Regions from separate parts of the Mus musculus genome. Here region 1 is linked to region 2. The links are chromatin contacts, called in public Hi-C maps. All regions are on one chromosome and are shown on one strand. The core of a region is the stretch at or near the end of the contact, and the rest is flanking DNA. Distances in the headings are between cores, read along the strand shown.

The links. A called contact is a pair of places that touch in the nucleus more often than the background predicts.
Region 1: a Hi-C map of B cells shows a contact between it and region 2, with 5 read pairs. The contact joins the promoter of Samd15 here to the promoter of Ttll5 in region 2. A contact is called at or near these places in 2 of 39 promoter capture datasets (cranial neural crest and liver) and 1 of 484 Hi-C or Micro-C datasets (B cells).

The regions. Positions count from the first base shown.
Region 1 is chr12:87,198,880-87,205,977 of GRCm38.p6, reverse strand. Samd15 (sterile alpha motif domain containing 15) reads right to left here and starts at 5,470. Exons shown (of 4, transcript NM_001290288.2): 1 at 3,942-5,470; 2 at 2,842-2,940. The coding sequence starts at 5,435. It overlaps Tmed8 (transmembrane p24 trafficking protein 8), which reads left to right and starts at 5,749. Exons shown (of 6, transcript NM_001033475.3): 1 at 5,749-5,892. The coding sequence starts at 5,775.
Region 2 is chr12:85,823,101-85,830,238 of GRCm38.p6, reverse strand. It overlaps Ttll5 (tubulin tyrosine ligase-like family, member 5), which reads right to left and starts at 5,319. Exons shown (of 34, transcript NM_001081423.3): 1 at 5,153-5,319; 2 at 3,615-3,786. The coding sequence starts at 3,688. Erg28 (ergosterol biosynthesis 28) reads left to right here and starts at 5,346. Exons shown (of 5, transcript NM_021446.3): 1 at 5,346-5,768.

The DNA of each region.
Region 1 (7,098 bases), core at 4,221-6,720, 1.4 Mb before region 2:
TGAGACTCTGCTACCTGCTGAGAGACCCTTGAGACACATCCTATCCTGCCTACAGGTTGGCTCCAGGCACCAAGAATGGACTGGGGGGGGGGGGGATGGGTTTTCCCCCTTACAAGCACAGTCTCTTAGTAAACTCGCAGGCCTTGATCAGAGAAAATTTGTCTTGGCCTCATTATTTCTCCCGCCGTCTAGTCTCTCTTTCAGCCCCAACCTGCCTACCAGGAGTACCCAGTTCATGTAGGCCGGGCCGGCTTACAACAACACAAAACAAAAAAACAAAACAAAACAAAACAAAAAAAGGGCCCAGGGTTTGGTTGAGGAGTCAGGGTAAAATATACCTAACTTATGAAGGTAATACAGGGGCCTGCAGAAGCATTTACCAAATCCTTACAGAGACTGGTTTAGCTGTATAGAGCTATTATCAGACCCAGAAACCAGACAGTCATTGATAGAAATATTGGCCTTTGAAAACACAAATATGGAATATAAGAGAGCAACCAGACCATTGAAAGCATGAGGAGTCCCAATAGAGGAACAGTTAAGAGAGACAACTGATATTGGCTCTCAGGAACATTATGCTAATATAGGGCAAGCTATAGTTAGAAGTCTTAGAAATCAACATGCCCGATGCTTTAATTGTGGTGAATTTAGCTATTTACAAAAACACTATAAGGCTAGAAGATTCAGAGCTTAAAATAGCAGGTCCATTGACTCTAGAGAATATGGTGTTCATAGACAGAACAAGTAGGTTCTGGCTATTATGAACAACAAAAGTTTCCAGGGTATTACTATAGCTGCCTTAGAAAGGGCAAACATTAGTCAAAGAATTGCTGGTCCGAGAGGGTCGTACGAGGGCAACCTCTTGCCTGATAAGCAGAGGGGACTGTCAGCTGGAGGCTCTGCAATAAAAAAATACTAACCATATTCCTTTGGTCAGCCAGAAAGTATCATGCAGGCAAGAAAATGAAAATTAAGTATTTCTGATCTCATACATGCTACAGAAGGGAGTGTAGCTTTGGATCTGGCCACAGATGTGCCTTTTACCCTATCCCCAAAAGTTGAATGTTACAAGTTAATCACCGGTGTGCATGGTTTTGTACTCTCAGGAACAGTGGGAATAATCTTGGGCAGAAGTGGGTTAACTTCTCAAGGACTTACTGTGCATCCTGGTATAGTAGATAGGTATAGCAAGGAAGAAATTAGAATCATGGCGTATGTGAAAAAGGAGATGCAAATTGATATAGGAGAAAGAAGTGCTCAACTGTTGTTTCTTTACATTAAGGACAAGGGTGTTCCAGTGGAAAGGACGGGAGCTTTTGGGAGTACTGGAAAATGTGTGTTCTGGCAAGCAATGGTTAATGATCAGAGACTCAAATTAATAGTGCAAGTGAATGGCTGACATAGAAGAGTTGTTAGATACAGGAGCTGATGTTAGTATACTTTCCCCAAAGTCTTGGAAGCCAGACTGGCCATTTCAGAAGGTATACACACAATTTATAGGAATTGGAAACTTATCAGGAATAAGACAATGTGCCCAATGGATTGCCTGTGTGGGACCAGATGGGCAAACAGGGAAGCTGAGACCTTATGTGGGTGACATAATCATACAGTTATGGGGAAGGGATCTTTTATAACAATGCGGGATGCAAATTTATATTCCTGTCATTTCAGGGATGTGGGAAGCCACATGTGCCATTGCAGAGTGGCACTGACTACTGCTGGCCACCACGCATAAGTTTGGACAAACAACCAATGTGTACATATGCAGAAAAGTTTTTTGCAAAGACACTGCCTGGTCCAGGCATGATAATGAGGCTTTGGGAGTATAACCAATCAGATGTGAGACATGCAAATGAGGTATGATAATGAGGCTCTGTGAGGTACAGAGAGAGAGAGTAGCCAATCAGATGAGGAACATGCAAATGAGGCTTAGTGCATAACCAATCTGGGTGTGAGACACGCCTCTCCTAGGCCTATACAAGCAGCACCAGTTCTGGGCTCTGGGTCTCTTTGCCTCTGCAATCAAGCTCTCCCAATAAACGTGTGCAGAAGGATCCTGTTGCAGCATCGTTACTGCTGGCCAGCGTGCACAAGACAGGAACAGCAAATCAGGAAATTAAGAGTGATATGGTAGATGCTCCTGGCAGCAAAGTAGGTGAAGTACAGATGCAATTACATAAGTACTAAATGAGTATCAAAGGCATAAAACGTTACTGAGAGCTCTGGAAGAGAGGTTACTTTGGACAGCAAGGTCAAGAACAACCTCCTGTGGAGATGAGGAGGAATTGGTCCTAAAGCATGATTCAAGGGAAGGAGAACTTAGCAAAGATCTCCAACAGAGGGAGCATGCACTAGTAGGCTATGAGTTAGGCTGGGGATTAGACCTGGCAGGCTGGAGAAGACTCAGGTGGAGGAGTGGCAGGGCAGGCGCCAGGAAAGAATGGTGGCTGGAGCAAACTTACAGAGAGCCTGGAATCCTAAACCAAGGTTTGGGGCTATCTCACACCAGGGAGATCAGAGAGGGTTTCTTAACAGTGTGTAAGTAGTTGGAAATCAAGATCTAAAAGTAGAATCTTTGAGTCCCACAGGCTTACTAAGAGAGGCTAAAGGCAGGAAAGCGGGAAGCTACTGCAGTATCGTAGGTACGAGGCGGTAAAATACCAGACAGTACAAGTGCTACAGGAGGAAGTGACACTCAAGACAGAGGGAGGAAGCGACCACAGTGAGTCTGAGGGATGAGCGTATGATGACAAGAATGGACCAGAACAGAGAAAGATGGGGCAGGCAGCGAGTAGGATTGTCCTAGCACTTGGCACAAGGAAATGCCATGCACAAACTCACCTTCATGTCTTCAAAATCAGTTATTCCCATCTGAGGAAGGTTGGAGCAGTTTACGTGGATGAGTTTTTGACCATTGATGAAGTTTTCAGTAAAACACTCCTGTCAATGCAAGAACAGCTCTTAAACATGCATTATGGCGACTGGAAGCAAAAAAGAGACAAAGCCACATTTTTGCTAATTTATTTATTTATTTTTTAATAGAAGTGCTGGGTTAAATTTCAGGCAGTGGCTTCAGTCTGCTTTTGCATGTTGTGTGTTGTAACTGATCTTTTTTTCTTCTTGAGACAATGACTTTGTGTGTGTGTGTGTGTGTGTGTGTGTGTGTGTGTGTGTGTGTGTGAGAAGGCAGGGTAGAGAAAAGCTATCACTCTTTGTTCCAGCTGAGCTGGAACTCAGTTTATAACCCAGGCTGGCCTCCAATCCCTGATGACCTGCCTGAATCTGTCTCCTGAGTGATAGCATTACAAAGACATTTTAAAATACAGAAGGTACAAAAGGTTTCAGATCCTGTTTTGTGACAACCTAATGCTGTAGTCAGCATCAATAAATTCAGAAGAGCACACTTGTTGTTGTTGTTGTTGATAAAACCAATTTGGGTGGATAGCTAATATGCATTAATACTTTTAAGTGTTTATAACACATATGACATATTTGGGCAGACAACTAAAAAGAGTATAAATTCAGGGTGAGGGCATTGCCAATGAGACATCTTAACAGAAAGACCTAATTTTGAACAAAATATATTAAAACTATAGATTTATATGCAAAGGGGACTCTATACATTTTTAAACCTCTATACAAGGAACAAAGAGAATTATAATAATTGGGATGAATAGGAAAATCAAATAAAACTTTTTCTTCTAAAATACTGTTTACTTATATCTATATATCTCAGTTATAGGCTGAACATGTGTTTGACATGTGCTAATGCAGGAGGTCCAATCTTCACTATCACACACACAAGACAGGAAAAGACACACAATCAAAACTGACTTCCCCCACAGTGCAGGACTTCTCTGTTAGAGGCAAGAGAACTTGTCAGTCATAGAGAAAAATGGGATTAGAGCATGTAACTTCAAAACCATTGCTTTTGTATATACCTTGTATTGAGGGAAGCCTAGATCACTAATCCACTCTGCAACCCTTTCTGGGCTCCAGGTAAGATGCTCAAACTCTGGGGTAAGACTTGGCTTGGTTTCTTTACGTCCTAGTAGCTCCACCTCCTGGGGTAACACTGTAGAATCCCTCAGTTCTGTCTGAGACTCTGAAGCATCAACGATTGGGAACAGTTCGTTCATGTCAGTCTGAAGGTCTTTGAGGAACTCCTGGGTTTCGTACAATGTACTGAAGGACTCTACGCTTTCTCTAGGAGATCCTACTATAAACTCAGTTTTAATCTTGGCTGGTAATGCTAGCTTATCTTTGCCTGCAGGATAATTAGGTTTGCTTGATTCTGGTTTGTCTTCCTTGGGGAGGTCTCTCTCCTCTTCTGGCTTGGGTTTATTTGGTAACTCTAGATTTTTCTCGGTTGGTTCTGGCTGCGACTTCTCTTGAATGTCTGGATCAGTTATCTGCTGTGGCTTGTCACCCGTTTTCTCCGTTGTCTTTATTAGTTTCTCCTTTGGAAATTCAGTCTGTGTTTGTAGCCCCGGGTCCTTGTCCTTACTTGGCTCTATTAATGTGTCCTTTAATTTAGACCTTTCACTTGATTTTCTCAGCTTGTGCTTTTGAGCTGATGGTTTCCGGTCCCCTAATGGTTCTGGAACTTTCTCCTTAATGGACTCTTCTTGTGTCTCCTCTTGGTCATCTAGTAGTTCTACAGTAATCTGTTCTAGCATCTCTGGAAATTTTTCATCAAAAGAGCTTTTTTGTGCTTTCTTTGAAGCCTTTAATGGTCTCTTTTGTGAGAGTTCTAGACTTGCTTCATCAATGGGTCTTCTTGATTCTTCTTCAAAATCCTCCAGTGGCCCTGAGACTTTCTTTTTAGTTGACTGTCTTAGTTTTTTGTCTGGGAACTTAGTCTGCTCAGGTTGCTCTGTGCCTGACTGCTCTGTGGACTTGAAGTGAGGTTTGAGATCTGCTTCCTCAGTAGACTTCCTTAGCTTCCGGTCTGGGAACTTAGGTTTAGTTACCTCATATGGCTCTGTACTTTTTTCTTTAATTGACTCTTTTTGTTTCTTTTCCGATTTGGTCATCTTGGATGGAGGTAGAGCTTCCTCTTCAACTGATTTTCTTAGTTTTTCACTTCGAATATCTGGTGTCTTCTGCTCTGGATCTATTTTTGTTGGTAGCTGTGTACCTGTTCTTGTAGGTGGTCCTTTGAACACACCTACTGAAACGTCCTGTCGTTGTAGGTCTGGCACCTCATGATTTTTACCTACGGGCACCAAATCCCCCTTGCGTGTCCTGGTTGGCTCTAGTGGCACATTTCCTACATTTCCTGGGTCTCGGTCAGTATTTGGGGACAGCTTAGAGCTTACCTCAAACAAGGTGTCTGCGTTAGCATTATGTAATTTACCAGATTTGGTTCTTTTAGGCTGCAGACTCAGACTCTCATCGGAGTCAGAATTATAATCTCCTGAGACTTCAGACATGTCAGTCGATGCGCCCAAGGCCTCCTAGCAACCTCAACTTCCGACAGCGTCTCTATGGATACCACGATTTCCGGCGGGGTTTTCCAGACTCTTCCCGAGATTTTGTCGATCCTTCCAAGTGCGGACTGTAAAAACCGGCGACCGAAAAAGCACGCCCCCCCCCCCCCCCGCCCCTCTCACGTGTCAGGCCAGCGCTACCCTCTGCCGCCCAGCCGCTCCTTCCGGCCCGTGGCTCGCTTCGGCTCCGCTCGGCTCTCCTCTGCCGCGCTCGCTTCGCCTTCGGCTGTTTCCGGAGCCGCAAGCCGCTGGCTGCGGAGCCGCTCCCGGCGCGGGCTGCAGATGTCGGACCGGCAGGCAGCTGAGGGGCCGGCCTTCTGGAGCCCCGCAGCTCGCCGAGGGTCGGCGGGCGGCGTCGGGGACCGACGGGGAGTGGAGGAGAGCCAGGCGGCCGCCTCAGGTACGCAAGGCCCCGGGCGCTGCAAGGGTGGGTGCCTCTGGGCTCGGGGCCGCGCACCTCGGGCGACCGGGGTCCCCACCGTCACGGGGCCCGCGGCTGCGCTCGAGGTCGTTTTCTACGCGGTTTGGAAATGCCCTGGTTCCAGTCCCGCTCCCTTTCTCGGAGCACCCGGCTTGGCAGTCCGGCTCCTTCCGCCGCGCCTCTTTGGCTTCAGTCGGGGTCCGCATCCCACCTCCATTCCCGCCGCTCTCACCCCTGCCCCTGTCTTTGGCTCTCCGCGCGACCCCACCTGCCTTTCCGCGCGCTCCTGCCGGCGTCTGCTGGGGCGCCCGCCTTCCTCTCAGAACCCCGCTTTGCCCTAGCGTAGGCCCCCGCGCCCAACCTCCGTCCCTTGCATCCTTGAGAGTGGGAGAGATGGAAAGCAGCCAGAATAAGGAGGCTTTGAGGTCTCGAAGGAGCCTGATAGTGAAAGCAAAGGCAGGAACTAGAGGCTGCAGTAGAAATTTTGGTGATGTCTCTCGTTCTCCGAGATCCACCCCTCCTCTTGCTTGGGCCGGTGTCTCCATTTCAGACCACACAAGTTCCTTCGTGTGATTTTACTTAAGTGTCCAAAAGCTATAGGCACAGTCTATCGCGCTGTTACCTTTCAGCCTTGTGACCATCACAGGGGCGTGCGACTAAAAGGATACTTTAGAGGGGAGAGATCTGGTCACACTAAGTGCAAGTGATTGGTTTTATCGAGATCTCAAAGTAGCTGTCACAGTGACTGAGGTACTGCTGTGGATTCCTGATGCTTAGTTGGAATGTGAATCCTCACTTTTAGTGCCCTTGGACAATTGGTTAAACTTCTCTAAACATGTCTGAGTTTCCTCTTGTATAAGATGTGGGTTCTAAAAGTACCTGTGCCTTACAGCATCGGTGGGAGGATCGTGAGCCACTGTGACTAAAGTACTTGATGTGCAACCCAAGATGCCCGCTGTACAAAGCAATTGGAGGAGATTAAAGTCTGATTTAGTACAACTAAATTACTAGAAAAGGTATTCCTGGTTGCTATCTTTCAACATAGTGGCTTTTCTCCATGCCCCTGGTGTGTGGTGCTGCACGAGCACCCCTCCCCCCCCAGCTGTGAATCACGGACAATATTTTTATTGAAAACATCCTAATACATTTTGTCTTTTCTATTTTTAAGGGTTTTTTTTTTGTGCT
Region 2 (7,138 bases), core at 4,070-6,569:
ATTGTAAGAAAGGTTGCTTTGTTAGGTATGAAGAACAAAGTATTTGGAGATTTGTCTATTTTCATCTCATGTGTATGAATGTTTGCCTGCATATATGCACGTGCACCACATGCATGCCCAGTGTCTTCGAAAGCCAGAAGGTGGTGTCAGGCCACCTAGAACTGGAGTTACAGCAAGCTGTAAGCTACTACCTGGATTCTGAGAACTGAACCCAAGTCCTCTGAAAGAGCAGCCAGAGCCCTTAATTGCAGAGTCATCTCTCCAGCTCCAAAACAAAGTATGTGAACGATTCAGACTGAAACAGACCAACTGTGTGGCTGACTTAATGAAATCCTAAGAGTCAGCAACTCAGACAGAGAATGAAGCAGTTCCAAGCCTCCTGCTATACTGTGCCTTCTTCACACTAGCACCATTCTTCTCCCTGACTTTCTACGAGCTCCTGCAGTAACTGACATAATGCTACCTTGTGGAACAGAAATTAAGACTGCTAATTTTTTTTTCAGAGACTAAAAAGGCCTTATGTCAAGTTCTTAGATGGAAGTTTCCACAACTACATATAAATTTGTATCTGGGGTAACCAACCAAGATACAGAATAGTTTCGGTATACTTGGTATCCGAAATAATGTTGGGTAAAACCAGGAAAATGGCACGGTCAGCTTCAATTGTCAATGTCAACAGAATGCAGCAGGAAGGAGAAATCTCAAGTTTGGAATTGAAGCCAACAATGGCAGGCTGTGAGGTGCTCCAGGACTATAAGGATTAACGCTTTAACAAGGCCTGAGGATCTGATCAGCTCTAACCAAGGTGGTGGCCACAAAACAACTCAGCTGGGAAAAGCCCTTCTAATTCCTGTAACTTCTAAAATGTAAGCCTACTCCCCTGGACGGAAAAAAAAAAAACAAAACTGACTTTAAGCTTCTGTCCTGGTTGTTGGTTTTTGTTTTTGTTTTTGTTTTTGTCAACTTGACACAAACCTAGACGTAGCTAGAAAGACAGAAGTACTCCTAAGACAGTGACTGCATATCAGACTGGCCTGCAGACATTAGTGAATTAGTGATGGCTATGGGAGGGCCCAGCCACTGCAGGCATTGCCACTGCAGGCCCTGGGCTGTAGAGGAAAGCAGGCTGAGCCAACCATGAGTTAGCACGCAGTGAGCAGTGTCCTCCATGGCGTCTGCTTCAGCCCTGCCTCCAGGTTCCTGCCGGGTCCCTGCCCTGACTGGACTGGGACCTGGACATGGAAGCTAAAATGAAGTCTTTTTTCCTGGTGTTGCTTTGGGTCTTGATGTTTCACCTCAGTGTCAGAAACCCTGAGTCAGCTTCCCAGAGTAGAAAGCCAGTGTATGACAGACCTGTCCATGAGCTGACAAGACAAGAGTAATCGCGAAAAATCCACAGAAGTATGCAAAAACTCCATGAATTTAGATGAGGGTTGGGAAATCTACTAGATAATTAGCATTTCTCAATTATAAATATAAGCAACAGTCAGTTATATTGTATTATCTGTGTTCATCATCTAAGCCACTACGCAGAGATTTTAAAAAATTAAGAAAAAAGGAAAAACAAGAGTAAAAGAACAACCCTGGTTGGCATTAAATACTTTCTAAAATGAGTAAAAGGAAGTAGACTGAAGTAAGATGTCGCATGAAGCAGAGGAACCAGAGGGAATTACCCATCTAATTATCTGAAAACAGTGACCCCAATACACTGTCAAGTCATTATGTGCTGTGAACTAACAATGATAAGCCTTTCCTGGAAACTTAATGCTGTAACTATTTCTCAAATATTGTTAATATAATCTTCTACCTTATACAGTCTACCATGACCGCATTAGCTACTAAGAACAATGCCTTACATTTATACCATGCTTCATAACTTTATCAAGTACTTTCATGTGTATTATAGTTTGAACCTAATCACACCCTTTCAAAATAGGCTGGGAGCTACTCGGGTTCTAGAGTGTGTATTCTAAGGGACTGAGAAACGGCTTAAGCTAAGAAAAGTGACTTATTCACGCCTAAAATCTCAAGCACTAGGAAGCTGAGGCAGGAGGACTGCTACGCATCTGAGGCCAGCCTGGGTTACCTAGTGAGCTTCAGGTCACCCTGGCCTCAAGATTATATTTATTTGTGTATTTGTGTGTGTGTGAGTGTGTGTACATTTATGTAAAGATAATTTTTTTAAAAAGAAGCTATGAATTTGAGGAGAGGGAGTGGAAGGAGAGGATGAAAGTGCAGTATACATATATGAGAGCTTAGAGTTATATATAAATAAATTAGATAAGCCTATCAGCTTTTCTCTTCCATATCGAGTAAAATTATGAGAGGTAAAAGTCCTCAAAACTGAGAGCTAAATTAGAATCACAATCCATCTCTTCTCTGTAAAGTGGAGATTCTTTGATATTTGTGAGTCTAATAAGGTGGAAATAATATTTTTAAATTAAAATCTCTCAGTGTGCATATTAAATGATCTACTCTACCATCTCTAGAAGCTACAGTTGGCCCTGTTAATCATTTTCATTATGAGGACCCAACAGTCAATGAATGACCTTGACCCTTAACCTGAAAGAACTTACAGAGAGCCCTTGTGGTTCAATGAACACGGCACAGGCTACAGAGCTCTAGTATTCTCATCGGAGCATCTTCACAGAGGTTCTGCTGTGTGTGGCCTGCCCTTCATATCATCACCGTTCTACAGCTGTAAATGCTTCAGAGAAAACTTATAGAGTCAAGGTCAGAGCCTAAGAACTTAACGTTTCACCAATCTCTAAAATTTTCAAAATCTCCAATTTTTCAATTACTAGAAGCTATGGTCAAGACACAAGGCTGACAAGATGACTCAGCGGATAAGGTGCTTGTCGCCAAACCTGACCCAAGTTCAATTCCCAGGACCCACATGATGGAAGGAGAGAACAGATTCCAGAAAGTTGTCCTCTGACTTCCACATCCGTACTGCACTCAGTTCACCTATTAGAGCCAGGAGATGGTGCATCAGGTAAATGTACTTGCTTGGAAGCCTGATGCCCCATGTTCAATCCCCCAAAACCCACAACAAAGCCAACTGCAGGGACTAGAAGGATGGCTCAACAGTTATGAGAGCTTCCTGCTCCTGCAGAGGAGCCAGGTTCATTTCCCAGCACTCCATCAAGCTGCCACAAACTCTGTAACTGAAGCTCCAAGGAATTCCATGTACCCTGGCCTCCTCAGGAACCTGCATGCCCATGCTGCACATAAACTCAAGCAGGCGAGTCTGTTTTAAAATGTGCACACAGAGAGAGAGAGAGAGGGAGGGAGAGAGAGAGAGAGCGCGCCAGATGTGGTGGGAGGTATGGCAACAGAAATGAGAGACCCCCACCTCAAAAACAAAGCAGAAGGGGGTGGGGAACCAAGTTCACCTGAGTTCCTATCTGAACTTTAGAACATCTAAAGGTGATATTGACTTAGAGGCCTAGAAACATAAGCCCACCCTTCGAATTTCTGAAAAAGGATGGGAAGTGAATAATATGATCTTGACTCCAAACACAGATGGAAGCTAGGGCCAGGCAACACAAAGAAGGAAACCTGGAGGTGAATAAAGGAACCCCCCCCTTAAGGGCGGGCTGACTGTCACTCACTCTTGGTTGGCCAGGTCCTCGTCCTCTGAGGACGATGCTGTCTCCTCCAGGTCCCGGGCCATCACAACTGGCATCTCCTTTGGGGTCTGTCATACAGTCAGCACACAGAGGCCTCAGAGACCTTTCTTCCTTGCAGTCTCACTGGATCAAACAATTTGGATGGCACAGACTCCTGTAAGAAAGTCAAAGGACTTCAAAGACAATGCAGTTGCATACTTCAGGATTTTTTGCATGATCTTTAAGATGAAAAGAAATATATTCCTGAGTATTTTCCAGTCTCTAGAAGCTTACCTTCTGCCACAGTGCACCTCACATATCACAAAAATCAAGAATTTTTTTTCTGTGTTTGTTTGTTTTTGTTTTTCAAGACAAGGTTTCTTTGTGTAGCCCTGGTTGTCCTGGAACTCACTTGTAGACCAGGCTGGCCTAGAGCTCAGAGATCTGCCTGCCTCTGCTGGGATTAAAAGGGTATGACACAAAATTTTTTTCAAACAGATACTGTCTCTGCTGTATCTAAAAAGCTGTTACTGAATTTGAGTCGTTTTATATAATAAAAGAGCAAGCACCAAAGGAGAGGCTTTAGGGCACTGATGTGGACAGTTGATAAGCCTATGTTTAGAAAATTCTTTGCTAAACAAATCTGACCAGGATCAAAATAAAAATCCAAGGTTCAAAACCCTTGCCAATATTTATACAGACTCTACCACAAGCAAACAGAATAAGCTGTTATGTTTCTAGGAAAACCAAATCACCCGAACTATTAATAAAAGGGTGGTGAAAATATTTCTCCTCAGCAGGGATCACATAAATGGCCGGGGAAAGGGGAAGTCAAATACTCTAATTATTGGTACTTTTTTTTTTAATCACACATTTTAATCCGGATATCAAGTAGACACATAAAATTAGGAAATCTCCAATTCCCAGGCTTCTAACTTCAAACACTTTCCATAGAGAAAAAGTTTCATGTTCGTTATAGAGAAAATAGAAACGTTTAGGGAAAACGCTTAACCTTAATGTCACTACTCAAAGATAATCAATTCGTGGCAATTCTCCAAGCTTTTGCTGGTCTGTGCATTGACTTATACAATAAGACTCTCAAAAACAAAGCAACTGCAGCAAGCAGCAACAGTGACTAACCCCGACCCTACACATCTTCAGCAGAAATGAGTAATACCAAACAACCTCAATGATTCTTTTCGGGTGATTCCTAAAGGAACTTCTCGACCTTACCCAAAAATGCTTGAGAGTCTTTTAAGTTAAAACCTTCAGGGATGCCCACCTTTCCTCGGCTCCCTGAAGAGTAGAACGAGATAAATGCTCAGGAAGTCCTTGCCCCTACAGGGACCAGCCGCCAGCTCCAGCCCAGCACACCCCAACCCCAGGCAGCTCCGCAGGCAAGGACGCGGCGACTCTGCCGCAGCGCTTCTGCCCAGCACGCCCGGAAGCCAACAGCTGCTCCGGAGCTCGGAGGGAAGCGCAGCGGCGCCCGCCTAACCCTGGAGCGCACCTCCCCGGAGCGCGCCGGCGCAGGCGTTTACCTGTCTCATCTTCTCACGGCTCGGGGCCGGCAGGCGGGGACCACGCTCTGCTTCACCTCCCTCCTCCTTCCCCAGCCCGAATCAACGCAGCCGCCGAAGGCTGCTTCCCCCGTTACTACAACAACCAACAAGCAACCGCCCGCTAAGAGCCACTGCGCAGGCGCCCGCCAGCGGCGCGAACAACGCTCGGCTGCGGGCGCTGACGGATGGCGTCACCACGGCGCGCTCAGACACCAGAGCCAACCCAGGCTGTCACCAGAAGGTTTCTTGGCTCCTTTTTCTCTCTGCGTTTTCCCCACCCCTAAAAGACTGACTCCAAACTCAGAGTTCCGCCACGCTCGACAGAAGGGTTTACCGCGTGAGCGGCGTAGCAGGAAGAGGCTCAGGCGGCGGCAACTGCTGATTGGCAGCAAAGGAGTTCACTCCCTATCGCCTGCTCGAACTGAGCCAGCGTAGCCAATCAGAACGAGGACTGACAAAAACAACCCAATCCTGGAGCTGGGCTGAGGGAGGGGGCGGGAACAAGTGGCCCAGGTGGACTTGGGACCGGAGCTGGCCTAGGGAGAGCTGGTTTGCGGATGCTGCTGATACTGCTGCAGTAGTACTGGATCGTCAGGTAGGAGAATTTGGAGTGGGATGTAGCACCCGAGTAAAACTATCTGCAAAATTTAGGAAAGTGGGGGTTGCCTGGAAAGCAACCGGAGGTGGTGGTGGAGGAGTCTAGAAACGATGTCCAAGAGGAGGTGCTAGGAAAATGGAGATTTGGTCAATTCTGGGGATGGGTGAGTGAACGGGCAGTCGTTATGAACCTAGCTCTGCAACGAGCTTTCACTTTTCCTCATGTATTATCGGGTAACCCTCGAGATAGAGGCTTATATCCCCATTTTACGGATGAGAAAACCGAGTCTCTAGAGTCTCACTGGCTTGTCTGAACCCCTCAGATATGAGTGGTGTAGCTAGGATAGGAGTCTGCCTCTATTGATTGTTAATTAGTATCGCATCCATGCTGACCTGGGCAAGGGTGTACCCCACCTCTCTCTCCACCTCATAACTCCAAGGGAATGGGTTTAAAGAATTGGTAGAGTCATACAGAAATGCTCTGGTGTGTTTTCATCAGCTCTGGGATTTCTAAGATCTGTGAAATAAATGGAGGGTGTAAGTTCTACGTTCTACTGAAAGGGAGTGTGTGCGGGGGCGGGCTGGGGGGATTTTTAAATAACCCAAGCTGGTGTTGAGAGGAGAAAGTAAAAAGAAGTAGATTGGCATATGCTGTAAGTGTCTGTGAAGATCAGCACACCCCAGCATCTCTAGACTGGGACAGTCCCCGTTTGAGACCTCTTTCCTCTGGGTCCACCCTTTCTCTCCTGGAGCCCTTTATAGTTGGTTTTTCGTCATCACTTCACTTGATGTCTATATACACTGGGTAGTAGGGAATCATACTGAAACATTACCACAGTGATAAGGGAAGCCTGATAGTTTCTTACAGCTTTCAGGCCAAAGCAGTTAGCCTGACAATAGGTAAATGAAGGGCCAATATGATGGTGGCTATGACAAATTGTCTCTGTGGGATCCCTTTAGAGCTGATGGAAATCACTACTCAGCGAGGCTTGAGCTAAACAAAAAGTACCGAACCTAGCTCTCTCTCCTACCAGCTTCCTCAAAAAATGGGAACTTTGCTGCACCTGGCCGCACCCACCTTTAATCCCAGCACTCAGGAGGAAGAGGCAGATGGATCTCTGTGAGTTCCAGGCCAGCCTGATCTATGTAGAGTTCCAGACTAGCCACATAGTAAGACCCTGTCTCTAAATAAATAAATAAGTAAATATTTTTTAAAAGATGAGAACTTTATCAAAACATTCTATGAGGGAGTATTGCAACAGAGTCCACAGACCCTGGCACTCAGCCACATATTAGCTATGTTACCTAAGCAAATCACTTAGCTCTTGGTTCTGATCCCCATCTGTAAAGTGGAAATACTAATAGTGC